Linked DNA regions of Mus musculus: all the other regions are linked to region 1. A link is a contact called in public Hi-C data. All regions are on one chromosome and are shown on one strand. The core of a region is the stretch at or near the end of the contact, and the rest is flanking DNA. Distances in the headings are between cores, read along the strand shown. Region 1 holds the start of 4930423B08Rik (a long non-coding RNA gene). Region 2 has its middle 15 kb from the start of Gm32748. Region 3 has its middle 17 kb from the start of Tmem26.

What was found. Hi-C and Micro-C count contacts between places; a contact is called where the count stands out from the background.
Region 2: a Hi-C map of uterus shows a contact between it and region 1, with 5 times the contacts expected there. The contact joins the enhancer-like site here to the promoter of 4930423B08Rik in region 1. A contact is called at or near these places in 8 of 484 Hi-C or Micro-C datasets (the AML12 cell line, cerebral cortex, cortical neurons and 2 more), 1 of 115 datasets of contacts at active chromatin or transcription factors (kidney) and 1 of 9 other capture datasets (adipose tissue).
Region 3: a contact with region 1 is called in a Hi-C map of the C2C12 cell line, with 4 times the contacts expected there. The contact joins the enhancer-like site here to the promoter of 4930423B08Rik in region 1. A contact is called at or near these places in 5 of 39 promoter capture datasets (the 3T3-L1 cell line, the C10 cell line, liver and 1 more) and 2 of 484 Hi-C or Micro-C datasets (the C2C12 cell line and adipose-derived mesenchymal stem cells).

Annotation. Positions count from the first base shown.
Region 1 is chr10:69,326,388-69,330,736 of GRCm38.p6, reverse strand. It overlaps 4930423B08Rik (a long non-coding RNA gene), which reads left to right and starts at 2,476. Exons shown (of 2, transcript XR_380547.3): 1 at 2,476-2,652; 2 at 4,143-4,349.
Region 2 is chr10:68,353,145-68,357,493 of GRCm38.p6, reverse strand. No RefSeq gene overlaps it. Among named protein-coding and RNA genes, the nearest start is that of Gm32748, 15 kb to the right of the region's middle. Within about 2 kb of position 2,568, at least 118 of the 459 cell types and tissues checked have an H3K27ac peak or open chromatin away from gene starts, as enhancers often do. A contact at or near this core is called in the AML12 cell line, adipose tissue, cerebral cortex and 4 more, where this site is marked.
Region 3 is chr10:68,704,287-68,708,635 of GRCm38.p6, reverse strand. No RefSeq gene overlaps it. Among named protein-coding and RNA genes, the nearest start is that of Tmem26, 17 kb to the left of the region's middle. Within about 2 kb of position 2,990, at least 39 of the 459 cell types and tissues checked have an H3K27ac peak or open chromatin away from gene starts, as enhancers often do. A contact at or near this core is called in the C2C12 cell line and adipose-derived mesenchymal stem cells, where this site is marked.

The DNA of each region.
Region 1 (4,349 bases), core at 1,227-3,726:
TGGTGTGTCTGAAGACAGCTACAGTGTACTTAGATATAATAATAAATTAATCTTAAAAAAAAAAAAGAGATGTTTGATCAAGAATTTTAAGATGAAACATTGAATTCACCGCTATGTCTTTTGAGTGGAATATGAAATGCATATTGCATGGTTGTATTTACTCTCCGTTCTTCTATGATGTTAACGATTTCTTACAAAAGGCCGTGGCCACTAATTTTTTTTTTTTGTTTTGTTTTGTTTTTTTTTTTGTTTTTTTTTGTTTTTTTTTTTTTGTTTTTGTTTTTGTTTTTCGAGACAGGCTTTCTCTGTATAGCCATGGCTGTCCTGGAACTCAAAAATTCACCTGCCTCTGCTTCCCACGTACTGGGATTAAAGGCGTGTACCACCACGCCCGGCCCGTGGTCACTTCTGAGTCCAAAGTTAAGTTATACCTGGACAGAAACAGAACATTTCCTGTTCTACTATCTCAAAACCAGAAAGAATCTTCTGTGTTTGTTAAAGAAAGTTTGCAGAGGAATATAAAGGAAAAAAAGAAAGAAGAATAATTCTACCACCAAACCTGTTGATGGATATTTTATAGCAGATTCGATGACTACTATATAATAAATGTAAGTGTCCCAATAAAACACAAAACGATATATATATTAGAAAAGTGAGAGTTTGGTAGATGGCCATAGGTGCCTGTAGCTCTGAGTTCATTGGTGGCAGCAATGGGGTATGCTGATGTAATTTAATTTAACCAATTTTTAATTTCCTCTGCTAAGTATGTAAATGTTTTATTCTTAATTATATATGCGCACTATGTATTTATATTTTAAGAAATGTTTGTGTTTTAATTATGTGCGGGTATCTCTGTGTGGGTATGTGAATGTGAGCACAATATTCTGAAGGCCAGGAGAGGGCGTGGCTGAAGGCCAGGAGAGGGTGTGGCCCCTCTGGGGGGCTGGAGTTATAGGTCTTTTAAGATGATAGGTTTAAGTACACTGTAGCTGTCCTCAGATACTCCAGAAGAGGGCATCAGATTTCGTTATGGATGGTTGTGAGCCACCATGTGGTTGCTGGGATTTGAACTTGGGACCTTCGGAAGAGCAGTCAGTGCTCTTAACCACTGAGCCATCTCGCCAGCCCCGAGTTATAGGTCTTTGTGAGCCACTGGATGCTGGGACTTGAACTCAGGTCCTCTTCAAGAGCAGCCTGTGCTCTGCTCTTAACTGCTAAGCTGTCTCTCCAACCCTTGTATTTGAAATTTTTGAAACGGGATCTCATGCTGAAGTCCAGGAAGGCCCAGCACTCAAAATATAATTGCAATGCTGAGATGATAGGTGTAAGTCTCCAGCCTGGCTTTCTGTTTTATTTTTTTAAGAGTAGAGTAGACGCTTTGTGAGGAATGATGTCACGTCTCTTCATTGTACTCGAATAATCATGCACTACTTAATAACAGCAATTTCTCGCACTTGCGGCTAGTTTTGCTCTCTTGCGTGTTCCTTTGAGGGGAGCTGTAGTAGTCTCATCTGTGATGGAGAGTTTGGGGAAGGGAATTATTTTGTGGATTTTATTATTGTTTTTAAGGCTTTCATTCCATAACCCAGGCTAGGCTTGAAATTATGATCTTTCTGCTTCAGCTCCGTAAGAGTCCGGGGATTACTGGTTTGAGTGGCCACACCTGCCTAAGAATGACATCTTAGCTGTGGTTTTCCTGTGGGCTAACAATGACTTTATATATCCAGCCATCCATTCATCCTTAAATAGTCACCATTGGTGACCCAGCACACCCCTTGGGGCTGTTCTGCTAGCTTTAACAGAAAACAAGATAAATAAAACATTTTATTCCACCCCACAGCTTTCGTCGTCTGGTTACCCTGGCAACAGACTTGGAGTCTGCACTGTCAGATAACACACAGTCCACACTTGCAACCTGGACAGGACCTGGAGATAGCTCAGCGAAAGGTGTTGCCTGAGTGTAAGCTACCCAAGAGGTTTCCATTATTCCTTGAAACCAGTCATGTCTCCACAAACAAGGTTTCCACCCCAGAAAGCTGAGGCTCCAGGGCTTAAATGAATAGCATCCCGCAAGGGGTATGAAAGACAATCTAAATGTTATAAGGAGAAATGTCACGTTTTCATTAACTTTTATGTATAGATTTAATCCCTCTCTTATTAGGGTTATGTTTAAATCATGCTAGGATTATTGGCAGCACAGTGTAAATGTATCTGTCTTATGAATGAACACACATGTTGAGTGTCGTGGAGCGCTCAGAGTTTACCAATCCTGTCCTGCATCTTTGCTGAGCCACACATAATGCCCTGCGACAGGCTTACCGGGCCAGCTTTCCAAAGCCAGTGAGGTCTGTTTGGATCTGATGACTGAGAAGAGAATTGCTCATGATTTATGATGATAACATTTGAGGCAGGTGAGCGGACCCTCCACGACGGCCTGATACACCTTGTTGAGGGTTGGCTAATTGCTGCAAGGCATGATGGGAAATACCTCACAATGGGCGTGTCTTCCTTTTTTTTTTTTTTTTTTTTCTGTAGTCATAGCACTGGGCCATAAAAAGACAGCTTAGTGACTGAATACAGATAGTCATCCAGGGACCAAGATGGCTGGCGATGCTTGTGGCTTCCGCAACTGGTCCAGGCTCTATCCAGAAGGTAACTGAAATCTCGGTGAGGTGGCACAGGCCTGTATGACTAGCAAGGCAGGAGCATAATGAATTCCAAGCCAACATGAGCTCTGTTTTCAAACAAACGATCTGAAGACAATAACACGCGAAGCTCAGAGAGGAGAAGACAGCTTAAACACGTGGTGGCCAGGTCTGTCTGAGTGTCTCACCTTCAGTTCCAGTCAAAGGTGTTGCAAGTAGCTTTTGCTACCCTGCCCAGGATCCGGGAATGGGCAGCGCTACCAGCCCCCACCCAGCTTCCCAGGAATCCACAGATAAAAGACACAGACACACAGTTGTTCAATTTCAATCTGCCTTTTGATACAATTGCTGGGCGATACTATCTCCCGCCAGGAAAAGCTTGCCCTCATCAATATTCTTATCTCCGCACTTCTCCACCTGCCCTCAGATTTAGTAGCTCAGTTACATCCTACTTAATCACTTCCGACTTCCCTGCCTGTGGGAGTGGTCACATACGGCTGCTCCACCCAAGATCTCACGGGGCTGGTCACCTTTTCTTCATCAGAAGCACCAGGAACTCTGGTCTCTCCTTGCCTCTCGGGACCTGGAAGTCCTGCCTATCTCTCCTGCCCAGTGATTGGCCCATGGCGTCTTTACTGAGAGACCAAGAACCAATTGGGGGAACAGGACCACCCATACACAAAGGTTCTGTTGCCAGAATATAACAGGTAACCCTGCTTGTTAGCAGGAAGCCGGAGAAGAGGGCTGGCTGCAGGCTGGCCGTGGAGAGGCCTTTGGATGCTTTTTTGGTTCACGGGGGAAATGACTTTCCAAGCCTCAGTTTGCCTGCTATTGAGAATTGGTTTGCTCCCTTTTTCACGACATCTGGTTACTATGCCATTTTACCCAAGACAGTAAACCTAACAGTAACATGGTGCCTGGCCTGGGGGCTTATTGTTTCTATGGAGAGTCAGTTTCTCACCTCAAGGGTTGATATATCAGATATCCTGCATCTCAGATATGTACATTATGATTCGCAACAGTAGCAACATTACAGTTATGAAATAGCAATGAAATAATTTAATGTTAGGGGGTTACCAAGACATGAGGACTGTATCAAAGGGTCTCAGCGTTAGGAAGACTGAGCTCCAATGTCTTAGAGGGTCCCAGGTGACCTCCAGGTTTCCCCTGGAGGGACCACTGAAGGTGGCCTTTTTGGAACCAGACCCTTGAATGCAGTCTAGGCCTATGACTGAGTGTCCCCCCACTGTCCTCAGAGCCAGTGTGCATAGGCCTTCCCACTTGATCAGGGGAAATTCGGAGAGTTTTACAAACAAGAATACATCTGCTGAACTGGCTCACTCCCTATTTGGAAAGACTGCAGCAATTCCTTGGCAGAAAGGATCCTGGCAACCTGCCTCAAACAGAGGCCAATAGATGGTCTGGGCCCATGCAGGGAGCCTGGCATCTTTTGGATAAAGTAATACACAGGGCATGACTGTTTCCATTTCCAAACAGCTTAACCCTGAGTGATGGAGACAGTTGTGTCCTGTGAACCTTCTATTGCAAAACCCTCATGTGATGCCGCCTGCTGTTTATAGCCTTCCATTGTGTGGAGCTCTGGTCCGTGACAGGGCTGCAGTGTCCTTCTCAGGAGCACACCAAGATGACTTTGTACTTATACCAAGTGTATTTATACATCATCTTTCAAAACTATTTTTATTA
Region 2 (4,349 bases), core at 1,319-3,818, 970 kb after region 1:
CGGTCGATGTGGAAGCCTAGTTCAGTGTTTGCTGAGGCTCCAGTATTCATGGATTCCATACAGAACTGAGGTTCCTTCCCTGTTGAGGCACAAGCTCTTACCAAAACAGTGAGAACACCAAGACTGTATTCTTTGGTCCCAGCAAGCCCCTATACACTTCCCCAGGCAAGGAGCCCTAAGGAAGGCAAGGCTTCAGTCAACCTTTCTGGAGACACAACCTTCTTTCCCAGGACCTTCAGCTCAGCTAAGTGGAGACACCTGGTGTCTGGTGTTGCAACTTCAAGAAGATCAAAGAGTCTGGGCTGAAAATCGGGCCTCTCATAAAAGCTGCCTCATTCAGGACAAGTTCCAAAGCAGCAATTCAAATAGCAGTCCCGTTCTACTCCAAGGAGGCTCACTTCCCTTCAATAGCGCCGCCGTCCACCGACAAGGTTTTCTCCATAACCCTGCCTCTTTTAACAGGAAAGAATCTAGCATAATCACAGGGCAGGAAGTATTTATTAGAAGCCAGGGAGAATAGGTCTCCCTTTCTGGCCTCTTCATTTTGTGGGGTGTTAAGTCATGGGGGGTGGGGAGCAGGGGGCGGGGGAGAGGCAGATATCTGCTTGGTATGATATCTGGTTGGTGATATTTATAAGTAGCCAGCCAGAGTAGCAAAGTTGCCCCACACACACATCCTGAAAAAAAAAAAAAAAATTTTTTTTTAGCCTAAACAAGGCCAAAGGAATATTAAAGTTTCACTAGGGAAGAAATATGGCCGCTGCCAGGAACTGACTAGTCATAAAACCCAAGGCATTCAGGCGTCCATCATCGCCTGCCTTTTAATGACTGAACTAAAAGAAGAGACATCAGTTTTCAAAATAAGGTTATAAAAATGCTGTGCACAGATGAGGCCTCCAAATATTTTGATAGTACCCGAACAAAATTGCATATATATACATATATATATATATATACATATATATATATATGTATATAATCATTGAGACAAATCACAAAACATATGTTGTTATGTTTTGCTCTAAAAACCATGAAGTTTACCCAGAACCCTATTATGGTAACTGCTTCACTTTTCATGCATTCCTAAATTACCATGTAATCTAAAACCTTGTTTTCAGCGGCCCTATATTGGAAAGTCCCTTCAAACTAAGCAGGATGATGGCAGGCTCGCTCACATTCAGAAAGAAACCTGCCTTTGCTGCTGAAAATGAAAGTGGGATTTATCAGATAGACTCCTTTAAAACAGTCACCACCTTAGTGACACACGGGGCCTGACGCATCCAGGAAATGCCGAGACCAGGAATTATGCTTTAAGCTCTCTGCATTTTCAAACACATGGATAGTTGGTGTAAAAATATATTCTTTTCCTGCAGGGACGTGACTGTAATTAGTGTGTGCCAAAACTCTCTCTCTCTCCCGGAGATTTCATTGTCTTATCTCTTTGCAGCATCTTAATGCGATTTTATTTTACTTTGTCAAAGTCCTATTAACATAAATGTGTTCTCCATAGCAAACAGTGTTCTTTTTTATGCAAAACAGGATTCAGCTGACTCTAATAAAACAGCTTGCAGTCTATTAGAGTACAACAGTAATGTGCTTATTTTGTTTGTCAAATCAAGACCGCCGTCAGAAGGCTCTAGACAAAGATTTGTCTTGTTTTCCAGAATAATTGCCAGGGTGGGGCTACGTTATGATCTGTAAATGAATAGTATCGCTTAGAACAAACACTTCATATATCTTTTATCTTCCCCTGCACACAGTTCTGAGTTTTTCTTTGAAATCTTTGCTCCACTTTTCCACATAAGTCATCAGAATGTTTCCAAAGAATTTTAACTGCCAGATTAATTATATCTTACAAACAAAGATAGATTGCTTACATTCTTTATTCAGAAACCCTGCCAGTATGGAGCAACTGGCAACAAATTAATCTCTTTTGCAACCCTACAAAATGTTTTGCTATGAAAAGGCCTGGAAGGTAAATGGATCCTTTAAAAAAAAAAAAATCAGGTTGCTCATTCTGAAAGGCTAATCCTAAGCACAGAACAGAGGAGTAAATGAATCTAGCTACTCCCTAACTTTGCTCTTCCTTTTCTTTCTTTCTTTTTGTTTTTTGTTTTCTTGGTTTTTTGTTTTGTTTTGTTTTGTTTTGTTTTGTTTTTGTGTGTGTGTGTGTGTGGTTTTTTTTGTCTTTTGTTTTTTCCTTCTTCTTAACAACTAGGTTACAGCCTTCTGTTAATGGATTCAGTTAATTAAGTATTGCTGTGACCTGGTGGCAATTTCTGAAATCCAGAGAATTTTTCCCTCTTTTAAGGTCTGCCTCCCCCACGGGGCCCCGGGTGTAATCTGTTTGCAGAGAGTCTATGTATGTCAGCCCTGCTTCCCTTAGAAGCTTCTAGAATGTTTTAATAAATTTATCAACCGAAAAAAAATATTACAAACATTTCATTTCCTTTGACTCAGGCACACCACACACACACACACACACACACACACACACACACACACACACCACTGCCTTCATTGCAAATTCTTGCCAGTATGAATCACCCTAAGTAATGTTTGCTTTAACTTTAGTGTGGTTCAACAAACAACCTTTATATGGCTGGACTTCAAAGGGAGGAGAAATGAAGGTTGGAAATATGATAGGCGTAATCTATTATTAGGCATGAAACACTAAACCACTTTTAGCTATAACTCTAAAACCTGCATAATCTTAGGTTTTTTAACATAATGTGTATTTATTGTGCCTTCACTCACACAAGCATTTATCTCCCCGTGTTTGTGAGAGAAATACTTTCCACTGTAGCGTGGGCCACTACTTGGCTTAATTTTTCCTAATATTTAATTTAGAAAGGGGAAAATGGTAATATTATAACAGGATTCTCATGTGTCCCAGCCAAAATACTTAGTGTTCCTCTTTGAGTAAAATTAATCTGTTACCAGTTCCCTGACCTGCAAGTCAGGTTTCAGTAAACTAGGCATCCAGGGAGGAGGGCAGAGGGAGGGGGTAAGCTAGGCTGGCTAGGGAGATAAGATCTCTTTCTTTGATTAAGGGGGGGTGGTGTTGGCGGGGGGGGGGGGGGGGGTGGGGGGGGGAGCTAAAAAAAAAAAAACCGAATGTCTCAACCCAGCCATGCCTCCCAATGGCAGAAAAATAAGCCAAAAGTGTATCCCAGCAGTAATGGTTGAAGACATTTATTAGCTCCGTCCATAACAACATTCACTGCAGGGAGAGCAATTGTTAAAAAATCTGTACTGCAATTATTTCTTTAATGATGGGGGGGGGGCGTCTCCAGCTCCTTATTTCTCTCCTTCTTCACCCTCCACAAACATTGGCACTTAAAAAAAAAAAAATCTAATGTTATGAAATAAGTCAGAGAGCTTGTAGCTCAAGAGAACCGGAGACAGCACTGGGAATGTATGCATGCGCAGAAACAAAAACACCGTCGGTAACATTTTGTTCTTGATTAAATTTGCGCTCCCTAATACAGTAGATTAAAAATAAGTCCAACTGTTAAACGCATTAGTGTTCAGCCGTGGTTCTGGTGCCAGAAAAACCGATACTGCTTCAGACCCAGCCTCTCTCCACTAGACTTGAGGAGCCAGGGGAAATCTGACCCCTCTGGAAACCCGAGCCCCAAAGTCCATCCATGACCCTGCAGTTTGGGGATTCCTTATTTTCGTCGGGTGATGAAATCTCAGAACCATCTTAATATTTTCTCACACTGGGTCAAAAACTCGGCGTCTCTCGGCGAGGCTGTAAGAAAATACGGGCTAGGAAAACGGAGGATGGATTGCTAATGGCTACAGTCAAGACACTCCAGAAGGAATATGAAATGAAGTTGTTCTTTGGTGTACAGGGAGTCGTGAAACTTACATCTTTTAAAAAGAGTTGTAAGCCATGACCTCACGCCAACCCCCCACACTCCTCCCACCCCCACCCCGAAGAATTTTAAGAGACTGGAAAGACCCACAGTTCAGAGTGGGTGCTCCTCCTTACAAGGCATCCAAATTTGGTTCTCAGCACCTACATCAGAAGGCTCACAACCGCGTGTAATTCCAGCTCCTGCACACCTGATGCCCTCTTCTGGATGTAAAGGCACCTGCCCTCACACATGCACACACCTCCACACACTCACCTCCACACACACAGCTACACACACACAGCACTAAAAATGAAATCTCTCTCTCTCTCTCTCTCTCTCTCTCTTTTTTTTTTTTTTTTTTTTTGGTTTTTCGAGACAGGGTTTCTCTGTGTAGCCCTGGCTGTCCTGGAACTCACTCTGTAAACCAGGCTGGCCTCAAAGTCAGAAATTCACCTGCCTCTGCCTCCGGAGTGCTGGGATTAA
Region 3 (4,349 bases), core at 1,741-4,240, 620 kb after region 1:
TTTCAGGGGGTAAGTCTGTGACCATCTTGGCAAACATCATGACAGGAGGCAAGCAGGTAAGGCTCTGGAGCAATTTCTGGGAGCTTATATCTGATCCCCACACAAGAGGTAGAAAGAGAGAGACTCTGTTTTGGGCCTCTCCTGGTGGCAAACATTTCCCAGAAAAGGCCATATCTCCTAATTTTTCCTATGCAATTCACAAGCTGAGAACCAAGGATTCAAATATATGAGCCCATGGTGGTCATTCTTATTGAAAATACCACAGTGGGTAAAGGTGTTTGCTGCCAAAGCACCTCCCCAACTTTGACCCCTGGAACCTACCCACATGGTAGAAATGGAGAATAGACTCTTGCAAGTTGCCCTTCCATGTCCGTGCATGCACATGCACACTGGCATGATCACATGTGTTAGATAAATAAGTATTAACCAAGGCAGGGATATGGGTTGGGGATAACTTCTGATGAGGGATCGCTGGTTGCAAACAGGAAAAAAACATCTGCCCAAAAGCCTGACATAAGCAGGGAAAGGAGCAACACTGAGTGAGGGTCTGGGCCTACTTCACTTGTCAAGCTGGCAGGCTAGTCTCAGTGCAGGCTATGATAACGTTTGTAAACCTCCCCTTTTATGGATTTACTCTTATTGTTTTTTAATGCTGTATATCTATGTGACACTGCCCATGTGCTTAGGTTCCTGTGGAAGTCAGTGGCCTCAGATTTCCCTGGAACTGAGGGTACTAGAAGTGGGGAGCTGCTGGGAGCTGATGTCCAATCCTCTGCTGGAGCAGGAGGAGGTTCACCAGTGAGCCTTTGGTGGCCAGAAGCATAGGCATCGAGGCAAAGCTCTCAAGTGAGCCCAGTCGAGTTTCTGAATCATATGGCTCAAGGCTTGGATGGAGTTCATTGAGCAAGAGCCATGTCTGAGATCTATGGCATCTTTAGATCTATCATTATGTCTAACATGCTGGTTATATTTATAAAACAGAGCTGTAACAACATCTGGAACCTTTACATAAGAAATTAAGGTTGACTTGCATGCCAGATCGATTTATATTCCTTGATAAGATGGCAAAGCAAAGATTTATTTTACTTTGCACTCTCATAAGTAAGATTATTATTCATACTTCATTTTTGCAAATTGGTGGTAACCCAACTGCAGTCAAATCAAGAGCTCACATGCCAAGTTTTGGTCTGAACAAGTTTTGTATCCAATACACACTTGGCCACAAAAAAAAAAATGAGGAGATAGAATAATAGAAAAGAAAATGTTTTGCTTAGTCTGAGGTTTAAAATACATATGAATAGGGTCCTTGTGGGGTATGGCTAGTTAGTATCTGCTAACCCCTGATGTATTTTACTGTCTATTTGTGATTTTCTCCTCATGTTTAATATCAACAGCTGTTCAGTAACATAGTGAACCACATGGAACAAAATTTATAGATATCAAAGACAAAGCCAGAAAATTACTCTATTCTTGGCACTATTCCTTCCTGGGAAAGCACTACATATTTTCTTTCTGTTGATGCTGTGTTTAATAAAGTTATGTGATTGGTTAGATTTAGGTTGAGCCTAGTGTGTTTTGTTTTCTTTCTTTATGACTCAGTGACAAAAAGAAACACAAAACCTTCTGCTGGCTTTAATCACACAATTCTTTTTTTCTGTGTAATTTGAACAAAAGAAAAAATAGTTGAGAAAATATTCTCAGAAGGATTCTTGCTCGGAGTGGTAGGTGGAAGGTGAGAAAGGATTGAGAGGAAAGTAGACTAATTCAGCATATTTTCTACTCTTGACATTTTTTTTTATTTGATGCTGCTCTTCCTTGCAATTCACTCTTTTCTGAAGTGTTCATCCCCATGGTCTAGAGTTCTATACAGGAAAAAGAAAAAAAGAACTGCCCATCATTCTGACCATTAGGGCTTACCATACTGAAAGACATGCTGAAAACATCTTAGGAAAGCTAATTGAGATGAAACTGTGCTCCCATTGTTAACAGCAATGATTCATACTCCATATGTTCAACTCCACCAACATCTCTGTGTTACATGGGACAATCACCATCTAGATGTGACCTTTATAGAAGAGGCTAGCCCATAGGATCAGTCATTTGGAGATTACCATGATGCATGTGCCTCCTCTGGTCCTCTGGTGCCTTATGGAAACATTGGTCATGGAAGAATTCTAGAACCTTCGCTAGAAGAGTGAATCTTTGCTGAATTTCCCAAGTCAGCCAGGACAGTGAATGAGAAGGAAGAGTGGCCTTAGCTGCCTGGAAGTTTCCCAAAGGTGTCTACCTCCAAAAGATGTTTCCTAAGTTTTGGAAACTTATAAACATTTTTTAAAGTTTATTTATTTTTAATGTATGAGTGTTGGCCTTCATGTATGTATGTGCATTCAGTACTTGCTGAGGCCAGATGAAGTCACCGGGTTTCGTGGAACTGGAATTACAGATGACTATGAGCCAGCGTGTGGGTGCTGGAAACCCAACCCCGTTTTCTGCAAGAACAGCAAGTGCTGTTAGCTGCTGAGGTGTACCTCCAGTGCCAGGTGTAGAAACATTTAATTCAAGATAAACCCATCTTAACAAAGTCATGTGTACACCATGCAGCATTCCTAGCAAACTCTGTTACACAACAGACTCATACTTTTAAGGAACTTTGACATGTGCTATCATGAGATCTGAAGAGATGCTGTGAGATGAAAGGGGATATATTTCATTCCCGTTTTACAGAGGGAGGAATCTAGATGTCACAGCTGACAAATGATTCCTTCTAGGCCATGTGGCCTGTGCATCAGAAAGTTCAGAAGACTCTTTTCTTCGTCTTTTGAATATTGTGTAATCACTCAAGCTTCTGATTCACACAAGGAGTCATAAAACTAGAAATGATGGCTGAGATTTTTCTGATTTCTAAATTTTGCAACAACAGGATGACAACCATGACTAAGTAGGCAAGAGTCACAATGCACATGAACAAGTAAGGAGGAGTAGACCGCTGGCTTTGGAGATTCACATCTGCATGAGTCAGAGTTCCCAAGAGAAACTGAATCAACCACAATCCACTTTCCACATCTAGATCCAGTTTGACACTGAGAAGGACTGAGAGGGATCCATAGAAACAAGAAATAACTGTGAGTCTCAGTTCTTTGACCTCCAGAACAGAAAGACGTTCTCCTTCAAAAAGACAGACAGACAGGAGGAATCTCTTCTTCTCTTGGAGGAAAACTCAGCATCTTCCATTCACATCTTTGATTTGCTGCATGAGAACTTCACACACTGTGGTCCAGCGCTAATCTCATCCAAATTCAGACTTGCAGAGATATGCAGAACAATGGTTGGATTCTTGGGTATCCTGGGGCCCACCCAAATTGACCACAGACACAACTCTTATAATTTTTCTCTTCTGAACTTACCTACCATCCCCATCATACACCTACAGTAATCATATATAATCAGCAAGTGAGAAAAAGAAAAACACCATGCTCCTATACCAGACTACATCTATCCTATGTATAATTAAAAATTAGGTCTTTCCTCGGAAGATGATGTAAAGTATTTTGCTTCTCTCCTGACATCTCATCAGAATGTAATGCCCTGAATTGAGTCCATCACTCTATATTCATATATGAAAGCCTCAGACCCGACCGTATCTGAAGACAGGGGCATTTGCAGGTCACCGAGAACAGATGGATGTATAGAGGTAAAGCCTTAGCCCAGGAAGACTGGCTTTCTTAAAGAAAAAGGCAGTGCGAAGTAGAGGGGGAAATGCCCACATGGAAACATATCCAGAGGTAGCCTTTTAAATCCGGGGGCACAAGGGTCACTAGGATATAATCTGCTGGGACTTCGTCTTGGAATGTCAGGCCTCTAGAGCTGAGAGAGAATGAATGTCTACTGGTTATGTTACAAAGTCTAATTTGGCCTCCTGATCCTAGATGAAAGCTTAAAATATTTGTTATGATCTCAGAGGACAAATGTTAGTTTTAAAGCATCAGTCCAATGGTGGGTATGTGCTCATTATTTTGATTTCTCTCTTCAATTCACATGCTGGACCTAGATCTTAAGTGAAGCTCTTCTTTAAAAAAAATCAACCAGACAACATATTTTCCTGATGTTTAGAGAGTTGGATCATAAATTCCTCAATGTCTTGGGCAAGATTCCATATTATGGTTTCAAAACAGTATGTTGGTGTCACCAGTCATAGGGAGGGAGGCTGAAAAAAAGAATAAACAAACAATTTTGAGTACTGTGGTGATTAATATAATTATCAAGTTTGTGCAATCCAGAAACATTTGGAACGCAGGTCACTTGGCATGAAAGTGATGAATTGTCTTGATTAGGTTAATTGAGTGGGGGGT